2 separate regions of the Lactuca sativa genome follow, and region 1 is linked to region 2. The links are chromatin contacts, called in public Hi-C maps. All regions are on one chromosome and are shown on one strand. Each heading gives the region's core, a stretch centred on a gene start, on an enhancer-like site or on the middle of the called end of the contact. The rest is flanking DNA. Distances are from core to core; before and after follow the strand shown.

The links. A called contact is a pair of places that touch in the nucleus more often than the background predicts.
Region 1: a Hi-C map of leaf shows a contact between it and region 2, with 6 times the contacts expected there. The contact joins the promoter of LOC111918289 here to the promoter of LOC111915581 in region 2. A contact is called at or near these places in 2 of 4 Hi-C or Micro-C datasets (leaf and seed).

Annotation. Positions count from the first base shown.
Region 1 is chr8:154,589,639-154,594,146 of Lsat_Salinas_v11, reverse strand. LOC111918289 reads right to left here and starts at 2,604. Exons shown (of 13, transcript XM_042897132.2): 1 at 2,456-2,604; 2 at 2,099-2,218; 3 at 1,698-1,787; 4 at 1,494-1,595; 5 at 1,269-1,349; 6 at 1,054-1,172; 7 at 839-940; 8 at 636-752; 9 at 274-342; 10 at 132-198; 11 at 1-35. The coding sequence starts at 2,470.
Region 2 is chr8:153,949,943-153,954,290 of Lsat_Salinas_v11, reverse strand. LOC111915581 reads right to left here and starts at 1,623. Exons shown (of 3, transcript XM_023911232.3): 1 at 1,068-1,623; 2 at 26-82. The coding sequence starts at 1,568.

The DNA.
Region 1 (4,508 bases), core at 1,355-3,854, 640 kb before region 2:
TGCATGTCCAATCCCCATGCATGAATCAAGTCATTCTGTCACAAATCAAGTACAAAATGGCCTTTGTCATAGTAAGTTTTCAGAAATGGTCAATGATTCAAGTCTCAATAGTATAAATTTATTGTAGTTACCTGAATCATATACCACACACAACGCCATGCTTCTTTTGAGAAAACAGGAGCCATCATTTCCACCCACCTAAGTTAACACATCGATTAAAATGAAAATAAAAAACGAAAATTAAAATGATGAATCTTTTAAGGTCTTGCGTACCCTGTACACGGTGGATCTGTGCTGTTTCTATAGCATTGTTTTCTTGAGCGGCTCATTCTTTCGATCCTTCTGTTACCATAATATCAACAACAACAGAAACATAAATAGGTAAGTCAACAATTTGACTTTCTACGTCAAACATAACACTTTTGCCCTTCAAAAGTCGATAGAAGTCCTTTAAACAAAAATTATGAATCCAAAAGCTCATTCAATTGGCTTTAAGATTTTATGTAGTTTTACACATTTCAAAAGCTTACAACTATTTTTTCTAAACAATTTTGCACAAATAAAAGCTACACTTTCCGGCTAGTTTTTGTCAAACTCACCGTTAAAGTTAAATGTGATAAGATTAACATTTCTACCTGTGTACGGTTGATCCACTTTCTCGCGATGTCATTTCATGATGCACCTCTGATTTTTCAGGATCGAGTGCTGGCTGAGATATATGAAGCCCTTCATTTTTTATTATCGATAAGTATCTGCATCATTAGAATCACTATAAATCACCTTCATTTGCTTACTATTGTTCATTTTAGGGTTTAGGGTTTAGGGACAAATGAAGAACCTTCCCGCGTCAAAATTTTGTACACCAAGATCTTCATCCCAAAGGAAAATGTAAGCGTATTCTGAGACAACATCCGGGTGCAAGAACCTCTTAGCAAACCACCTAAGCCATCCATAGGCAAGAATCAATTACCACATTTGAATATATAATAATTTTGGAAGCTGATTCGTACACAACAGTATAATCACAAAATCATCCAGTGGGAAAATTCTTACCATTTTGTTTGGCTAATAGCTGAAATATGTATGACACGACTACTCCATTCTAGATCCTTCCATTCATCCACAATCCCATCATAATGGAATAGCATAATCACAAAATCATCCGATGGGAACTAATTTTGAACACAAATGATTTGTCTCAAAGCAAGTTATGAATCTGTTCACGACTATATATATATATAGCGCTTAATTATTACTAAATCAATCACCTTCTTAATCATTTCATTGACATTTTCTTTTTGCTTCATCCCAACCGCCATAGCCAACAAGCTCATTGGTGACTTCACGTTCTTCTGGTAAATAATATAGAACTAGTTATAACTTATAAGGGAGAGATGAAGTGGTACATATTGGTTAAAAATAAGATTTTAGCGACAGTGAATTAGTTGGAAATTTGTTACTGAGGCCTTATTTTCTAGTAGAGTTATACATACCCTCTTCTTACGAGGGCCCCATAATGGCCGCATCTCTAGATCAGATGTTTTTGACACGATTCCTTTAGGCAACGCTTCACTTCCATCACGACTGCATTGATTCTTGAAAAAAATAAAAATAAAGATCAACTTTTATATCTTTACATGTGATATTGTCAAGAAAGTTAAAGAGTAATCATACATATTTATACAAAAGTGTCAAACCTCGCATATGTTTATTGGTGTAACTTGTAGAGCCTCAGGCTTTCGTAGTTCTGGAGATCTCTGAACCAAGATTGCCCGTAAGTTTGGGAACTTATCAAATCAAAGGATACCATATGAGTAATTAATATGAAGATTCATCAATGATAATTAATCAAAAAGTCGCTATTAGAATATTTTTCCTGGTTCTTTCTACATTAAGTAAAAAACAATCCATACATACATTTCTTTATTACGTCGTAGAGACAAAAGGGTAAACTTATCATCTATTGACGTATCACATCACATATATATCCAAGCATCATTTTAAAAGATACATCACCAAAGCTATTATGTGAACTCAAACCCATAAGTTTTTTAGTTAGTAGTCTAGACTAGATGAAAGATTTGAAAACGATGTCTACCTGTTTATGATCTATGACAATTAGTGCACTTGCTATAAAGAAAGCCATGGAGACTAATATAGCACCAAGAAGAGGGCTGCATAGTAATGATTTTTGCCTCTTGATCATAGGCATTGCTACCTGATACATTACATAAAGGGATTAATAGATTAGGATGAAGTTTTACAAGAACATTTTGAGTATTATATCTAACAAAAAGAAACAACTCCATTAAGACATCTTATGTTCTAATACAAAATCTTCAGTTTTTCCAAATATTTTGAGTATGTAGCGTAAAAAATGTGCAAAGAGATTAAGATGTAATAAGCAATTGGTGGAATGATCTGCTTCAGATTTAATCAAAGATTAGCAACTTACAGAAGTGTTCTTCATAATCAGCTTATATATGGAGCTCCAAAGAAGATGAAACTTTGAGTTGAATAATGGGATCAAAGATCAAAAAGTATATGCAGAAACATATGTATATACTATATACATAGAAAGAGAGAATGGAATGAATGAATGAATCTTGACTTTTAAAGTCAAAAAAGGAGAAGTGGAAGTTGAACAGAAGAGAGCACCTTTGCTTAGAATTGGGGAAAATAAGTGCGATTTTACCGGCAAAATTTAATAGGTAGTCTTTTCCTTATTTTTTTTAATAAAATATTCTAATGTTTTATTAATTTCAGCTAAATCATTTTTTAATTAATCAAATTTCTTACCAGAAATTATTAGTATGGGTTCTTATAAGTCTTTTTTTTTTCTCCATGTCCTTTTGTCTCCAGTTGATTTGTACATGGTACTATGGTAGTTAATCTGATTGACTGATATTGTTAGATTATATAAATGAAGAATGTGAAAAAGTATAAAAAAGTTCAATTTTATACTCTAAGAAAAAAATCTGGTTTCCTTGTGTAAAAATAAATACAGTTTTGGATGTTAACATAAAACAAAATGTTTGATTTTTAATGTATTAAAATGACATAATATTGTAAATGCATGATATATTTTTTTAAAGTATGAATAAAAATTGTTATGTATAAATTATTTTCCTTATATAAGGCATGGCTTCCGATCCCACCTTTTATTTGTTGTTTAGTGCATCAGATGTGTTAAACAAAATTTTCCAATTTAATTTATTCGATAGACCTTTTACAAAATCTAGTCTAGAAAAAATATAATATACGACTTAATATTTAATCAAATATTTAAAGCATCATTTAGTAAAAATAAATAAAATACTTTCAAACCAAGACTGAAGTTATTAAATTAGTTTCCATAAAAAGAAAATTATAATTATGGATATCATTAAATATACATATAATTATGAAAATCATTTAATATCTATATTTATTTAATTAAATAATAATTTAATTTTACTAAATTTTTATTAGTGCATTCTAGCACGATAAATATAAGAAACAAATTAACATATATATATATATATATATATATATATATATATATATATATATATATATATATATATATATATATATATATATATATATATATATATATATATATATATATATATATATATATATATATATATATATATATATATATATATATATATATATATATATATATATAGGGTTAGGTTCATGTGAGACGGCCTAATTTTGTGAGACCGTGAGACGCATTTATTTATTTATTTTTTATTTTTTTTTAGTTAAATCAAGTTCCGAAAAATAATATTTAAAAAAAGAAATTTTGGATTTTTCCATTTATTTTGCATTTTAAAATTATTTTTTAGAATATGTACAATGTAATATTCTATTAAAATATTTCACGTATTTAAAAAAAAAACGGGATTTTTTTTATTTATTTTATTTAGTTAATTCAAGTTGCGAAAATAATATTTAAAAAAAGAATTTTTAGATTTTTTCATTTATTTTGCATTTTAAAATTGTTTTTTAGAATATGTACAGTGTAATATTCTATTAGAATATTTCACGTATTTTTCAAAAAAAAAAAACGGGATTTTTTTTGTTTTATTTTATTTTTTGTTTTATTTTTATTTTTTTTAGTTAATTCAAGTTCCGAAAATAATATTTAAAAAAAGAATTTTTGGATTTTTCTATTTCTTTTGCATTTTAAAATTATTTTTAGATTTAATCTCACGGTCTCTCAAAAATAGAATGGTTTCAAATGAACCTAAACCTATATATATATATATATATATATATATATATATATATATATATATATATATATATATATATATATATATATATATATATATATATATATATATATATATATATATATATATATATATGGAAAAATGAATATACCCTTAAGGGTATATGATCTTTAGATACCCAATCCATAAAAACTACGTAGTTTTGATTAGTTGTTTAATTTTCTGGAAAAAAGTATTCCTTAAACACTACATCTTTCCTTATTCACGATAACAACACAACTC
Region 2 (4,348 bases), core at 374-2,873:
TGTTGATATAGTGAGGAGAACTCACCTGGCACTGCTGAAGTCTCCCAGGTACGCTCCAACTGCTGATTGACAGATTCCCGAACTGTCAACATCAAACAATACCCAATTAATAATTGGGTTCCAAGCTAAAGTCAAACTCACACTACAAAAGCCCAAAGGTCAAGTAATAGGCCAAGGCCCAACATATGGCCCGATCTTCCAAATTAGACCCAAGTCCTCACATGGGCCTTATCCTAAAGCCCATCTAATTACTTTGGTCTATTAACTTGTTCTTGGATGGTCCATCAATAGTCTAACCACCAAAACCCTATAGGAAGGCCCAAGTGAAATTAGGGTTTCACATAAAATGACAACTAGGGTTAAGTGTTTCTCACTTAACCCATTAAGGACATAATCCATTAAGCCCCTCACTTTACTAAATAAGTCATATGGTGTGATTGGGCTTAATACACAATTCCTTTCCAATCGCCCAAAAGTGGGTCCCGATAAGTCCAAGCCCATAATCCCAAAATTAGGGTTTTCAAATGAAATGATGATTACGGTTAAGTGTTTCTTACTTAACCCATTAAGGACATAATCCAATAATGACTTACTCCAATAAGGACTTAATCCATTAAGTCCATTATTGCCATAGATTAATTTTCCAATGATTATTATTTAATATCTCAAGTTATTAAATAATTCCCGCATGTGTGTGTGCGGATTGATTTCCACAATTTAGGGTTTTATGCTATTAGGGTTTTCCAACACAATACTAGCCCATTAGTCCATTGATTGGGCTTTTAGGTCACATTGGGCCTTATTAAGCCCATTAGGATTACCATTGGGCCTACTAGGGTTTCTTTGAGCCCATTAGGGTTTCATTGGTCCCACATTGTCCAAGCATCCCCCAAACGAGGTCCAAACGCAATCAAAGCACACCGCCACCCGACACGGCGGCCAGTGGCGGTGGGAGGCGGTAGCCACCACCATACTGTGGTGTTTAGGGTTTCTTTCCATTATCCTTTATCGATTATATCATACAACAGAAAACTCTATTAACACACACACTAAGCTAACACACACACCCTCCATGGCGGCCTTGAGGTGGCAGCCATTGTGGTTCTTCCTTGACTTTTCTCCGGCAGCAACAACCCGACACATCCAAACTTGCGAGACACGCTGAAACACACACCCACTTCACACACACCCCCTACTGCCCAGAAAATAAACCCAACATCCACTGAGGTGGGTGGTGAAGGCGGCAGTATAAGAGAATGACAACAGCGACGACAACCCTTCAGCTGCTTGGGCGGTGGTGGTCGACATAGAAGAACGGTATCGACACACACCTGATATGCAAGGCATGACACAACCACCCATTTGGTGGCATCCGACGGACCAGACGACTGGCATAACGACGGCACAACGGGTTTCATCGACTCTCGCGGTTCTCCAGCAGCAGCGTCGCAATGGCAACTATCAACAATAGCGTAGCGGTCAGCGACGCTTAATGGCGGGGCAGCAGATGTCCCCATTTGATCGGAATATCGAACGAAATGGAGGTGGTGGCAGCCGACTTCATGCATGGCGGCTGGAGGACTTCCGTTGATGCGGACGTCCGCCGACAAGGCAGCAAATGTTGAAGGTCATCACTAGCCCAATAGAATCATGTTATTGTCTAGAAGAAGTTAGCATGTTCTAGAATGATCTGGAAGATTCTAGAACATTATGGAATACTATGGAGGAGTGTTGAAGATGCTGGAAGATTCTAGAATACTCTAGAATGAGATGGAAGACCCTGGAAGGCTATGGAACATTCTAGAACACTATGGAAGACACAAGAATGTCTATACTTATCTAGGACATTATAGAACATTCTAGAAACATATAAAAGCTTGTAATAGATATAGAATATGGTAGATAGTTCTAGAATAGCCATGAATGTATGTAGATCTAGAAACTTCCTATAAGGAGGTGGAAACACCTATAAATAGGTGTGGAGCTCATTTGCTCCAAACAATCCCAACATCCAAGTATCCAAGAAAGCCTCAAAGAAAGCAAAGTGTGTAGTAGTCTCACAAAGTGTGAGTTCTCCTTAAGTGTCTTAATAAAAGTCTTGTTGTTTCCCATATAAAAGAGTCGTGTTCAACAATCTGGTATCAGAGCAAGGTTTCTTGATAGTGAGAACGAGTGATTCTCGTTGTATCGTGAGTAGTTTGTGACTCTGCAAGTTTAGTATCGAAACTAGCTTGTTTGGTATTACCGAGGTACTGCCAACACGATGGGTGATCTCCAAGTCGTCGGAGGAATCAAGAAACTCAACAACAACAACTACAAAACGTGGGAAACATGTATGAAGTCCTACTTACAAGGACAAGATCTATGGGAGGTCGTTGGTGGAAGCGAAACTACGCCACCAGAGGAAGACGTTAATGGTGCTTTGCGCAAATGGAAAATCAAAGCAGGCAAAGCAATGTTTGCCTTGAAGACCACAATCGAAGAAGAGATGTTAGAGCATATTCGGGATGAGAACACCCCGAAAGAAGCTTGGGACAGGTTTGTGACGCTTTTCTCAAAGAAGAATGATACGAGACTACAACTTTTGGAGAACGAGCTATTATCAATCTCACAACGTGACATGACGATTGCTCAATATTTCCACAAGGTCAAGTCGATATGTCGGGAGATTACTAAACTAGATCCGCAATCCGTCATTGCAGAAGCTCGAATGAAGAGGATCATTATCCATGGACTGAGGCCGGAATATAGAAGCTTTATTACTGCTGTACAAGGATGGCCCGTTCAACCATCACTTGTAGAGTTTGAGAATTTGTTGGCCAGCCAAGAAGCTATGGCTAAGCAAATGGGAGGCATCACGCTGAAGAGTGAAGAAGAAGCACTCTACACAAGTAAAAGTCGGAGGAATTTCAAGCCACCTTCTAAAGAAGCATACAAAAATGCTGACAAAGGAAAGAGTCAACCAGGAACCTCACAACCATGGAGATCTCAAAAGATCGACAATAAGAGTTCTTGGGGGAGGAGGTTCGAAGGCAACTGCAACAATTGTGGAAAGTGGGGCCACATGTCCAAGGATTGTTGGTCAAAGAAAAAGTCTGTTGAAAGCAATGTAGTAACTTCCAAAAAGGAAGTAGAGGATGAATGGGATGCTGAGGCACTATGTGCTATAGAAGAGAATAAGACTAAAAGAGGAAGGCTAATGTTCGTGGATGCCAGGGTAAATGGAGGATACACCAAGGCATTGGTAGATACAGGTGCATCTCATAATTTCCTTGCTAAAGATGAAGCTAAGAAGTTGGGCATCAAATACACCAAAAATCCAGGCCGGTTGAAAGTCGTCAACTCTTTATCCAAGCCTATCATTGGTGTTGCATATGGAGTACCTCTTAAGATAGCAGAATGGGAAGGCACCATAGACTTAACAGTGGTGCATATGGATGACTATCGTATGGTAATGGGAATGGATTTCCTAGACAACGTACGACCCTGGTCATTTGAAAGAGATGATACCATGCGTATCACTAAGGGTTCAATAATTCACATTGTACCCTTGAAGAGAAATAGGATTGGATCCCAAATCCTATCAACTATGCAACTCGACAAAGGTCTCAAGAAGAGTGAGGCAAAGTTTATGACAGCCTTGAAGGAGGAAATTGTTCCCTCAAAGATGGACATTCCGAAGGAGAAGAAGAACATAATGCCACTAGGGTTACATAAAAACTTGCATCTTAGACGAAAAGTGGAACATGTGATGGAGAAACCGGATAAGGTGAATAAGAAGAAAAACACATTAATTCGTAAGAGCAAAGTAAAATCTCTCAACCAAGCAACATCTAAACGAGATGATCAGATCAATAAGGGATCACGTCATAACATGTTAATATTACAGGAATTTTCCAGGGCTTGTAAAAGGGACACCCCACATGCTTACAAGTTCTCCAACGGTAGGCATAAGAAACTATATAAGAGAGTTCAACGGGGTCACGGACAATATTATGGTGCAATAAAAGGCAACCACGAATGTCGTTGTCAACTATGGAAGCAATATATGAAGCAACGACTGCAACAACTAAGGAAAAACAAAACATGTGGAAAAGAAAAAGTTCTCAAGTAAGAAGTCAATATGAAACATATCAAGACTAATGACCAAGTAGCAAATGGAGTTCATAAAGGGTTAAGTACTAACAAATATGAGGGCTTTAATTATCAGCTCAACATGGTACAACGAATAGGGGCTAGTGCTGAGGGGGAGTGTTGAAGGTCATCACTAGCCCAATAGAATCATGTTATTGTCTAAAAGAAGTTAGCATGTTCTAGAATGATCTGGAAGATTCTAGAACATTATGGA